3 separate regions of the Zea mays genome follow, and regions 1 and 2 are each linked to region 3. Evidence: chromatin contacts called from public Hi-C data. All regions are on one chromosome and are shown on one strand. Each heading gives the region's core, a stretch centred on a gene start, on an enhancer-like site or on the middle of the called end of the contact. The rest is flanking DNA. Distances are from core to core; before and after follow the strand shown.

What was found. A called contact is a pair of places that touch in the nucleus more often than the background predicts.
Region 1: a contact with region 3 is called in a Hi-C map of leaf, with 6 times the contacts expected there. The contact joins the promoter of LOC100193381 here to the promoter of LOC100273224 in region 3. A contact is called at or near these places in 3 of 25 Hi-C or Micro-C datasets (leaf and leaf mesophyll).
Region 2: a Hi-C map of ear shows a contact between it and region 3, with 2.6 times the contacts expected there. The contact joins the promoter of LOC100282223 here to the promoter of LOC100273224 in region 3. A contact is called at or near these places in 5 of 25 Hi-C or Micro-C datasets (ear, leaf, leaf mesophyll and 1 more).

Annotation. Positions count from the first base shown.
Region 1 is chr1:65,905,327-65,909,653 of Zm-B73-REFERENCE-NAM-5.0, reverse strand. LOC100193381 reads right to left here and starts at 1,738. Exons shown (of 8, transcript NM_001138510.1): 1 at 1,340-1,738; 2 at 873-943. The coding sequence starts at 1,468. LOC100279238 (pseudouridylate synthase) reads right to left here. Exons shown (of 18, transcript NR_158723.1): 15 at 3,844-3,945; 16 at 3,699-3,767; 17 at 3,247-3,385; 18 at 2,225-2,577.
Region 2 is chr1:65,249,506-65,253,785 of Zm-B73-REFERENCE-NAM-5.0, reverse strand. It overlaps LOC100282223, which reads left to right and starts at 1,571. Exons shown (of 4, transcript NM_001371844.1): 1 at 1,571-1,987; 2 at 2,296-2,397; 3 at 2,709-2,996; 4 at 3,108-3,458. The coding sequence starts at 1,655. The coding sequence ends at 3,173.
Region 3 is chr1:65,509,120-65,513,138 of Zm-B73-REFERENCE-NAM-5.0, reverse strand. LOC100273224 reads right to left here and starts at 2,112. Exons shown (of 8, transcript NM_001147666.1): 1 at 1,549-2,112; 2 at 884-996; 3 at 505-612; 4 at 382-424. The coding sequence starts at 2,053.

The sequences.
Region 1 (4,327 bases), core at 489-2,988, 400 kb before region 3:
ATAGACATCGGCCGCCGCCGAAGACGAGAAGCAGCCCGCCCGTCCAGTGAATCGAATCGTCGGGGACGAGGAGGAGCACACGCGCCGATCGCCAGCGCCGATCGCCAAAGACGAGAAGCAGCCCGCGCAGCAAATCACCAGGGACAAGGACGAGCTTGTGCGGCGGACCGCCTGGAGGAGCACGAGCGCGACAGTAGGCGAGGAGCAGAAGAACGGAGGAGCTCGTCTGCGGCGTGGTGCATGGCGATCGAGGAGGAGCAGCAGCGGACGAGCTCGGCCAGTGAGGAAAAGCGGCAGCGCGATGCGAAAGTCACCGGACGAGCATCCAACAAAGAGAAAAAATGCAATTGTGCCACTGTGCGAGTGCAGCTGTACAACATATTTATTAATATGAATAAAAAATAATTTGCAGTATTTAAATGTCTCGTAATTTTGTAAATAAATACGGATTAATATGCATGCAATGATCACGGATATTTGTTTTATTAATAATATATGGATTATGTTAAAACTGTAGATATAGAGGACCGGTTTTAGAGGATGTTGCCGGAGATGAAGAAGATATAGAGGACAAAATTTTTTAGAGGATGCTGTAAAGGACAAAGAATATTTCTTTAGAGGACGAAATTTAGAGAACCTTGCTGGAGACAGCCTAAAGATATGCAGCTCTCCTGGTGTTTGAGGGAAAAAATAAGAGCTTCCTCCAAAAAGGATTTAAAGTTCTGGTGTGGGTCATGTTTATTCATTCAGATCAGGCACTGCAATGAGAGTCTATTTTGCAACATGCGCTACAAAATAATGACAGTCCAGTGCTGGTGGAGAACATGAACAAAATGTAAATGTGACGATGGAGGAAATCGTGAATTTCTGACCGGTAGGAGTCAGCATCACGGTTATATTCGCATAGAATGTATTCCTTCAGGCTCTCCTTATCCATGCAAACCTGAAAAACAATAAACCGTTTAACCTTGTGTAAGCAGACAGAATTGAAGAATCTAACTGCACGTGACACAGGGAAGCATTCAGTCGGCGGGCAGCATAATTCAGATTCGGTGCCACTGAAACCTGCAAAAATGGGTTGGACCAGCGTGATTCTACCTGACATGTGACCTGGATTCAGAAGAACCATGCGCAGTACAGTACAGGTGCCAAGGCAAGAAACGCGCATTTCTCGACGAACACGGCGCAAAAATGGCACGGCCAACAAACCCACGCTCGGCGGAGCATCCAATCCCCGCGAGCGATTCGAGACGAAGGGAGCAAATGTGTTGGCGCAGTTTAATCCCTATCCGAACCAGAGGACGTAGAGGCCCGAACCGAAACGGCGAAGGAGGGATACCTGGAGCGGGAGGTCGACCTGGGAGAGGAGGTCGAGGGAGTGGTCGGGGAGGAGGGAGAGCAGCGCGTTGAGCGCCGTCTCCGCGCTCCGTGGCGGCATCCGCCGCATCAGATCCATCGCCGCCTCCATGCGAATGGCTCTCGGCTCGCCTTATTCTTTCTTCCTGCCTACCACACTCCTCTCTCGGAGATCCCTCGTTTGAGTCTTCCCTTCTCCTGCTGCTGCCGCTACGACGACGTCGTCTGCCCCCTCCAGTCCTAATTCAGCTGGTCGTCGTCCCTCGAGCTCCTCCTCCTGTGGCTCTCCGCCTCCGGTGTTCTTTCCGTCTGTCTCTTCTGTTATCTTTCTTTGCTGCCTCTCTAATCTCTGTTTGCTGCTCATATCACCAAACTGCATTTGTTGACGGTTTAAGACTATAGGTTGGTAGCCACGCTTGCACATAACATATGATTGTATATTAGTTATTGTCTTTACTAAAAAAAAAAGCTACGTAAAGATGATGATACAACAAGCTAGTAAAGTATCGGTTTCTCATTTATAGCAAAGTATATAAAACATAAAAACATGTAAATTATGTTAGTAAGATGTGAACATGGGTTTAAACCCAACAACTATGGTTTGAATCCTCATTTATACATAATTTTAGTTTTTTATCATTTAAATGGGAAGGGCAGATAAAGGTGGAACTTACGATAAAGGTGGAACTTTGAAATCTAGTGCTTTATACATTAGAGATAAAAAAATGCATACAGTAGATAGCATCGTACAAATACTCGGACAATGCAGTCAGAACTCAGAATGGGCAGCATAGCTTTATTTGAGAAATCCCCTAAGGGCTAGTTTGAAACTTAAATTCCCTTGTGATCTTTGCGTGGGGTGTCATTTGTACAAGGCATTTAATTCTTGATGGGAGAGAAACTCTCTGGTTTTGCCTCCAAATTGGTCCTAAAAGTCCATTGATCAGAAAGAGGAATTAAAACATGGTACTTCCTGCTACTCTGCTATCATTTGATTTGCTGTAAAACTGTGCAAGTACAAGGGTGTTACACCATAGAACTTCTCCCGTTTGTGATTTCCTGCCCGTGGCCTTGGGAGCGAGAAGATCCAAGGCCTCAGCATTCAGAAATCCCTGAGCATGAGCTCTAACAACCATATGAGTGACACTGACACCGACCAGCGCTAAATAAAGCTTTGCCGTCATCCTGTAGCGAACGACAGTCACCAAGAGATGGGGTGCCCTGTAAGCAAGGAAAGGGTAGATGGACACTTAAATGATTCTGATCTCAGAGTAACGTGCATTCCTTGTAAGCTGCTTAAATATGAATGCAAGTAACCTAAATAATACGGCTGGAAATACATAACTCACATGAAATATTCATTTCTTATATAGTTTGTCACATTTGCTTAAAAAAACATACAGGACACTACCACCCCCTCTTTGCAAGGGATGCTTTACTACACTTTGGTACACACCATCATGTGACAACAACATTACCCCCTCTTTGCAAGGGATGCTAGACTATTTTACAACAAATTCAGAAGAAGAAAAAAAACACAAGGCCCTTACACTATTTTGAAAGTGAAACGCACAACTTGACAATACCCGAAATGTGGGGCTCCATATGTTTTAGTCTGTATATCTAGTCTAAAATAGGCAGCACGCTTTTCTAACACCTCAAAATGGTAAAATCCACGCTAAGCTCATGTTTCCGGGTAATTTCCATCTCCACATGTTAACAGATCCAATTTTGCCATAAAAAAAGCGCACGTCATAAACCTGCCAAGCTTAAGAAGGCGAAGACCGGCATAAAGAGGGATTGCCTCCTGCAGCACCAAAGTATTTATGGGAAAAAAAACAAACGCATGGCTCCAGAGTGAAATAAAATAGTGAAACCAACTGAACATACATATAGGCTTTTGGAAGAAACCTTCTACAGTTCCATAAGTTCTCTTCCAAGTATTGGTGTAACAATTGAAAACGGTGGCTCTACTTGAGATTATCAGCCAGCTTCGCTTTGACTTTCGATATGCGCTCCTCGTAAGAAGCTGAAAATAAGAAAACCAGGAAACCTTTGTTTCAGATGTGCAAGAGAAAATGTTGAAACTAAGCACTGCCTTGGAAGAGCGAAAATGTATAGCAGTGCCCTTATTAGATAGGGATGGGCATTAGATACACATGCACGATGGGCCAAATTTATGGTTTAGTATTGGCAACCCAGAGTCAAATATACTGTCAGAAAATTCAAGATGGTACTGGAAGCTGATGGGCCACACGTAAAGCAGTGGTTTGTCCATATAGAAACGTGATGACAGGAGAAATATTCTGAGAATCTAGCATATAAAAAGATCACAAACTTACGCTCTGTCTCTCGTGACAGGAGAGGAATATGGTTCCTCTTCTTCTGAGGCGTTTCTGATGAATTTGGTTCTGCAGTGGCGTCTCGATTTTAGATTTTTATCAGGGTATCAAATAAAACGAAAAAAAAATATTTGATTGTATGTACCTGGAAAAGGTAAACAGGATGACGCTATGTGAAATATTTCAGCTTGGAGCATATGGTGACGATATTCATCATTTAAGTGCTCAGTCAGAGACCGGCTGGCATCTGCAGGGCAAAATCATAGTCCATAACAATTGATACCCACACAAAAGACAAAAATACAATAAACAAGTCGTGGAGAAAATACAACAGAGTCTATCCTTATACACAAATGAGAACTGAATTGAGAATACCTTTTCTCCAAATTACTAACTTAAATTTTCCGAGAACATCATGACATGGTTAAAAGTTTTCTGATACAGCTATATTCTGTTGGTCCCATTTAAAGCATAGGCAGAAAAAATAAATAGATTGCCTAGACCTAACATTTTCAGTTAAATGAAAAACTGGAAGTAAATTATATTGTTTTTTCTTGAATATGCAGGAGAGCTGCATATCATGCATTAAGAAAACATGATATTTACAAGTTTACAACACACATGCAACA
Region 2 (4,280 bases), core at 322-2,821, 260 kb after region 3:
ATGCTATTTCACAAAATAGTAGAGCATTAAATAAATTTTAGTTTAAAAATAAATAGAAATAGAGTCTGATTCTAATCCAATCCAATTCTTAAATCTTATAGCGTAAATAAAATTTAGAGCCTATTGTTATCCATATATGTACCTCCTTTCACAAGATTGTCGTGCAGAGTGGATGGAATGCAATGGCCGAGAGGTTAGTAACTCCCTGGTTTCCCTGTGTACTAAATCATCAGTTTGCTTGATGATGTCGTGCGGATCCTTGAGTCCATGCATGGAGGTGCGGAATTCACTGAATGATGCTAGTACATAGTCAAATGAAGCTCTTGGTTACGTAGAACAAGCTAAGCCACTTCTCTCTTCAGAAGAGACTAGTATCATCTCCTGGACTGCAATGGTACGTAGGGGCCGGACTTGCAAGGGATGGCCGCTGTGCAATGAAAGTCGGTAATCAGACCACTGTCAACTTTTGTACGAAGGAGATGAATCTCTTGGCGGCATCATGATTGATGGAGCGAGATCAAGCTCTTAGGTTTAGTTTGGGAGCCATAAAATCGGAGAAGATTAGAGGGATTAGATTCTCCTTCTTATTCAGTTTTGAATAAGAAGAGAATTTAACCACTTCAATTTCTTCCGGTTTTCTGGCTCTCAAACTAATCCTCGAGGTTATTTAACACACCATGTTTTCTTTTATGCACTTGGCGCATTACTAGAACAATTCTAGCGACCTTATTTCTTGCTTGTTTTGACCATACATACATGTAATTGCTTACTTATCGATTGATGTGGGGCACACATGTAGAAACAATAACATATGTAAGTAAATGTTTAATGCTATCAAAATTTCTAAACTGATTTGTGTCGGTTGATATATGTATTATTCAAAATAGGCCACTGTGACAGTTTACAGTGATAATCTACTTTTACTTATGATAGGCATTTGTGAGATTATTTGTGCCATCCAGAAGGTTCTAATCGTATATCCTTTTTATTCATATTGTAACTAAATAATAATTGGTAGCTAGGCAAATTGATTTGGTCCATGTCAGGATGATTTGCTACAACAACATGTTAGGACGGTCCTAACTATTTGGTAATTGTTCAGGGACCGTTACTATTGTTCTTGGGCAAAGCGAAAATTTGCTACAAATTACTCGCCGCAAAGATCTGTGTCAAAATAGTATCCGTTTTAGGGCGTTGTCTAGGGTTCATTGTCACCAATTTGAATATGGAAACAAAAACAATGACCTAAAACGAATATTATATTGGGACGGAGGAAGTATTTTGTTATGTGTGCAAGATTGAATTTACCATGATCTTGATTTTGGCTTGGCTATCAAACATCTCGTGGCTTTTTTTTTGTTCCTGTTCCTGTTGCAGTACATGGGCTTAATCATACCGTAGTATTGCATCCATGCCAAAAAAAAAATGTTAAACAAATATTATAGATTGGTCCACAGCCCACCTAAAAAGGTTGCTGCTGTATCTGACGGTTTTGCGGCCCAATACATCGGGCCAGAAACGAACCCGCATCACTGACTACAAACCCACCCGGTGTCCCTTGCTCCCTCTTCTGTCCAGTCCTCTGTCCTCACCTTATCCCCAAAACCCTATCAGCCCAAAACCGAACCCACACCTCTGCGGCTCTGCCCTTCCCATGGCGGCCACGCTATTCTCCACCTCCCTCTTGCCCCAGTTCCTCTCCCTCTCCGCTAAGCCCGCCGCCGCCGCCCCGTCCGCCGCCGCCTTCCCATCGGGGCTGCCGCAGCTCCACGCGCTGTCCGCCGCGGCGGTGGGCTTTAGGCCGCTCGAGCCCGTGCGAGCGGCCGCGACCGCGGCCGTGACGGAGGAGCTCGAGGCGGAGGGGCGTTCGGGCGGGGACGAGTTTTCAGATGATCTCAGGGTCTTCGTCGGTAACCTTCCGTTCAGCGTCGACAGCGCCCAGCTCGCGGGACTTTTCGAGCAGGCCGGCTCCGTCGAGATGGTCGAGGTGGGTGTCGTATATGCATTCGATAATCAGTAGGCCCTAGTGATCACATTTCGTTTTTTCTTCTATTATACTTCGCCTATAAATTTGGCGATCCTAGTGTTCATGCTGCTGGGAAATTAACTGATATTGAGTGCTATCAAAGTTGAGAGACAGAATATGCCTACTGTTAGCTGCGGTATAGGCAATAAGAATACTAACTACAGTCAACAACGCAATTAGTTGGGTCATAACTTCTTTCAGTAGGCCACCCCCATCAATAAGATATATCAATTTTTTTTGCCAATTGATAGCATTGCATTTTGTTGCAGGTTATCTATGACAAATTGACGGGAAGAAGCCGTGGATTCGGGTTTGTGACCATGTCTTCGGTCGAAGAGGTTGAGGTGGCTGTTGACCAATTTAATGGCTATGTGAGTTCACTCCGGTTCTTCCAGAGCTATGCACCTTCTTTTGCTGTCACAATGGATCATTCTCCTAATGTGCGACATTGTTTATTTACCTGGAATTGTGACCTTTGCAATACTCTAGGAATTCCGTGATGTTCATTCATGTCTCCGCACCAGATCCTGCATTGCATAAATCAAGTTCTAAGTTAATGGTTACTCTTAAGGATTCAGATAGAGCATTTGTATTCTGTTTCCTTGATTGAGTATATTCTGTTACAGAATGTCTAGAAGTTGTTCATTTTCTTATGTATCGGACATGATCTCTCGAAATATAGGTGCTTGATGGAAGAAGTTTGAGGGTGAACTCTGGGCCGCCACCACCCAGAGATCGGTCATCACCGTCACCGCAAAGACCCAGGGGTGATGCCAACAGGGTCTACGTGGGTAACCTTTCCTGGGGAGTTGACAATTCAGCTCTCGCAAACCTGTTCAGTGAGCAAGGTGAGGTACTGGAAGCAAGGATCATCTATGACAGGGAGAGTGGAAGGTCAAGGGGGTTTGGTTTTGTCACGTACGGTTCCGCCGAAGAGGTTGAGAATGCAATATCTAATCTCGATGGCGCTGTGAGTTCTGAATCACTCTTTTTTCCCCTAGCTGCTCACGCCACAGCCTTCGAAAGTTGAAGTCTAGTCGTCTTTCAGGATGTACTGAATTGGTTTATCATTACCCTGCAGGACTTGGACGGCAGACAGATCCGTGTTACGGTAGCAGAGTCGAAGCCACCTAGGCAGCAATACTGAAATTCCTCTTGAGATTTTTGTAGGTGTACCGGTAGCCCAAACTCTGGATTATAGTGACGCCAGTCCTGGATTTGGTCTCGAGATTCATTGAAGTTAAAAAGCCCTCATGTATATGGCTCACTATTTATATACATGTAATATTGGATTCCCGTGTTCAGTGTCCTTTTGTATCAATTTGGCTGCATAGTGTCTTGTGGCACTTCAAAGGACATAGATTGTTGACGGGCAACCAAACCTCAAGAAAGTATCTTGTATTGTTTCTTGTCTCGTGTGGTTTGTTCACTATATTTACTTTTGCAATTACATTTATCTACTTGTATGATATTTCTGTATTGTAATTAGTAATAATTGTATTCCTTGCTAAGTAGGTTGCATTGATCAAAATAAACTAAAGACCTACTAGAATTATTTAGAGGCTTGCATAAGATGAATTAGTGTTAGTGCAAAATAGTTGCTTTAACACTACTTTTGTACTTTATCAAACTTTGCTCTACTGACTTGTGAGTTTGTAGGATATTTTTGTAAGTTATTCACCCTCCGTCTAACCTTCTAGGTACCGATGGTCAATGTTTAATTTTTCTTGCCTTGAATACGGTATCTACTTAGATAAATAATTAAACATGTTTGAGTTACAGCTTTACATGATATAACTTCTTAACTCAACATGCCTTCTTTACATTCGTTCTTAGCCTTTTACACGTCTTTATTGATCTCCTAATCTTAACCAAATAAGATAAATTTGTGCATCATTTGACTTTGGGAGATGTATATCATGATTATGTAAAGTTTGACATATTTTAACATAGGGGATAGGTCGACCCACATCATAGGTTTGGTGACTGAGCTTCTTTGGTCAAATGATATCAAATTTTACATACAGTCATTTCTTCTCATCTCATTCCACCTGTTACCAAAATAAATAAGGCACACAGTCATCCTTGTCCTTCTAAAACCATGTAATATGCTTAATTTAGTCTATTTTAGAAATATTGACTCTGCTGTATCTCACCAGTAGGGTCTCTTTGCATTTGATTTCTATAGTTTTTTGAATAAAAGATAGATACAGTCTCAAAGAAGTGTGTGGGTGGGGGGGGGGGGGCGATCCCC
Region 3 (4,019 bases), core at 863-3,362:
TATGGTCCAGGTACATTTGCACTTACATAGAATACCAAAATAATTGTAGTAAGAAATACTTATACGCACATTGTTCATTAAGTAGTGTCTAGTCGTGTGAATGAACTCTTCATTCAGAGTATATATTTTGTGAGATTTAGTTCCCTTGTACATCAGGTACTGAATTCCTAATTATAATTGCAAGCATTGTTTTTTAGGCATCCAGGAGTGCCCCCACCACCATGGGACATCACAAGGTCATACTTACGAGTTACGCCTAGGTGCCTAGGACAAATGCATGTCCCCAATGACACAGGAAAAGAACACCACAAGGTCTCAAAAACAAAGCTTAGGTGAGTGGTGAAGTCTAGACTGCCTATACTAGTAAGGCAAAATAAATACCTCTTGACCTCAGCATTTCATGGAATGAGTCTTGAGCTGCATTCTGCAGAAGTAACTGGTTTGTCAGCCCAGGATCCATAAGATTATACAAAGTAGAAGAGTCTTTGGATATAGATAACTCACTTGACCAAAGTTTAAAAAGCTGTTGGTATAGAGAGTGTATGTTGTTTCACCAAAAGTATAATTATATGACAGTTTGGGTGGAAGTACTTCATCAGAAACAAAGGTAAGCTGAAACAAAACAGCAACAGTTACTTTCGTAAAGAAAAATATGTTTGGAATATTACAAAAAAAACTATTATATGTATTGACATAAAAAAACCACAAGTGGAATTTGACCATCCTGTATTCCTATATTACTGAAGGCATTTATAAAGTTTAAAGAAATCATAATTTCAGCTGAGCCCTTTTCAATGTTAGTACAGTGTCAGGGACTCATTAGCATGCACTGTAGCTAAGCAAGATGCAAGATCATAAACTGTGTATGCACTCATCACTAAACCTGAGCTGAAGCGCCCCCAAGTTCAATTATTCCAACGGTTTTGTTAGGATCCCCTCCAAGTCTTCCAAGAGCATAATTTGCCGCAACCCAAGCATAGACACCTTCATCCGAGCCTGTAAAAGAAGAACCAGCAAGTGTAACAGCTAATGATACAAAAAACACTTTTACACACCATAACCCCCCCCCCCCCCCCCTCCCAAAAAAAACACACAAACAACGAAATTAAGCTAGTTACTAATTTGCACTGCATAGATTGGTTATAAATTGCTGCATGCCGTCATATTGATTCCAGTTTTTTCTTAGTCAACCAACAGAAGTGTCATATAGGAATCCCCTAAAGCTGCATCTCCACTACATATTTCTGCTAGTCATTTCTAAATCCATCGACTCACATCTATTGCAGATTTGCAACAACAAACCCGCAGCAATTGGCACTCTCTTTACATACACAACACACCTGGAATCAGTTAGCATTTCCAATTCATTGCATTATTGGTCATCTAATTTAAAAACCCAATTCCCTTACCACAATGCAATCAGACCGAGCATTTTAGAGCTTAAGCATCCAATCCCCTATCCATAGTGCAATCAGCGACCGAACATTTTACAGCTAAAGTACAGTGACTTGCCCCAGATGGCAGAAAATGGCAAGGGACAAGCAGTACCTGGGATCACCTTGGCCCACGCGTCCTCGAACCGGAACCCAGAGGCTCGTAGAACGTCCCTACAAGACGCTAAGATCGCCTCCTGGGCGCGCTCCTCGAGCAGGCGCAGCCCTGCGGTGGCCATGAGCCGCACCTCCGCCTCCCTAACGGCGCCGCCAATCTTATCCCTCGCAAAATCTAACAGAGGCTTCAGGGACTCCCCGGCCCGCGCCGGGTCGGCGGCGAAGGACGAGAGGCCCGGGGAGACGCGCATCACGGTGGAGCGCGCCAGATCCGGGCGGCCGTCGGGCCCCGCCGCGAAGACGTGGGCCCGGGTGCCCGTGCTGCCTCCGTCTATGATGACGGAGAAGCGCGCGGAGGCGGGAGCGGGACCCGGCGGCTGGGCGACGACGTGGACGAGCGCGGAGACGATGAGCGCGAGGAGCGCTGTGCCGAGGCAGAGGCTGAAGAGCCTGCGGCGCCGGCGGGGGCGTGGAGAGGGGAGTTTGGTGGTGGGGTCAGGCATGGTGGCGAGCCGTGTGCAACCGGGACCCCCGGCCGCCGCCGCCGCCCGCCCGCCGTGACTCGTGGACGGCGAGAGAGGTGACGACGACGTCGAGCCTTTTATTTTATATTTTATTTAGATATATTTTTACATGGTTTTTATCAAAATGACGGGGGGCGAACGCTTTTATAGTAGGGACAGGGGCAGAGTGGAAGGCGCCGTGCAAATCTTACGTCAACGGCGCGGCAAGACGACTTTTATTTTATTTTTATTACACGACGAAACAGTAAACGTTATATATTTATTTATACTCACAGGAAACCAAACTGCTCTACACAATGGAATATACGTACGGTACGCTCGAAGTGTGTACCAGCTGTAGTAATGGATTTTGACAGCTTCTATGCAGTGCAGCCATGCAGATAAAGAATTTAATTAACACATTGTTGGATCGAGAACCTAACATTTGGACAGCAAAAATCCTACTTCGTTCTATAGTTTGAGCTCCAAGTCCAGCTCCTCGACGTCGCCGCCGCCATTGTCGTCGTCCGAGTCTCCGAGGTCCACGAATGCGACCTGGGGCGGCGCCGTCGTCTGGCCAGGCTTGGGCTTGGCACGCGCTCGCCGGTGACCCTGCTGCCACTGGCTCACCGATGATGAGCTCTGCACGTCAGACCGGGTAAAACCGTACTGTAATGAACATTCTCGCCACTGAAAATTGAATCGGTAGATTACGGGGATAAAGGTTCGGTAATTTACTTGCTCCGCTCTAAATTCTATTTGTTTAGAATTTTTCTAGGTATCTTTTATTATATATATATATATATATATATTAGTTTAATCATTTTAAATTATCCTAAATATTTTATAAGTCAAAGTATCTCGATAACAAATATAGAAATATTTTTTTTATGGTATCGAATAGTTATACTGTAAACAATAAATTTTATTATAATTATTTAGTATCGTAAATAATATTATTTTATTATATAAACTTAGTCGAACTTAGTATATCTTTTGACTCTTAAAAAATTAAAATAGCTTTATAATTTGAGAAGAAGAAAAACAGATACCTCAGACGAGGCAGCCTGTATAGTGACAGCGCTCTGGATCTGATCGTCCTGACGAGTATGGTTGTGATGGGACGAAGGGTGACCGCCGCCGTTCGTCGTAAACAGCCTGCTGGCGACGACGCACATATAACCATCATGTATGATGGTTTAGATTACATTACACAAATGCAACTGTGTAGGAGTAGTAAAAAAAATACTTGCCTGCTGGTCAAAGGATCATTGGCATAGTAATGCTGGGCGAGGTAATACGGAGTCAAATACCCTCTGGCCATTTGCAGTTGATGAGCAGCTCCATTTCCGACGACCTGTAGATAAATTCTTGTGCTGAGATCAAAGCCGCTCGCTCTCTCTCTCTCTCTCTCTCTTCATTTTCTCATCAGGAATCGTGAACGCGGAGAGAGTGGAGTGGAGTGGAGTGGGTTGCGTCGGAATCGTCATGCGCGCGTACGTACGTGTTGGTGGCGGTGCGCCGGCGCCGCCGCATGCACGACCAGAGCCGCCGTCGTCGGAGGAGGCAGGGACGACGACGACGCGGCGGCTGCGGCGTAGCAGCGCTCGGCCATCTCGAGCGCCATCCTGATCCGCTCCAGCTCCGCCACGCCCAGCCCTCGCCGCGGCTCCCGCCTCGCGGGCGACGTGACGTCCTCGGCGGCGGACGAGGCCTTCCGCTTCCGCCCGGCGGCCTCTCCTCCGCTCACCATGACCCGTACGTACGCCGCCGCGACCTTCACCAGTATTGTCTTCCACGCACATCCTGATCTTCGCTGTATAAATAGGTAGCCACGCACGCCGTACTACGTTCATTCTCGATGAGAGGAAAAGGAAACTGAGCTGTGTATCTCAGCATTGACGGCGGGGGGGACGATCTGACGCGCATGAATTTCAGATACTACGCTACGCTCCCGGTAAATCCC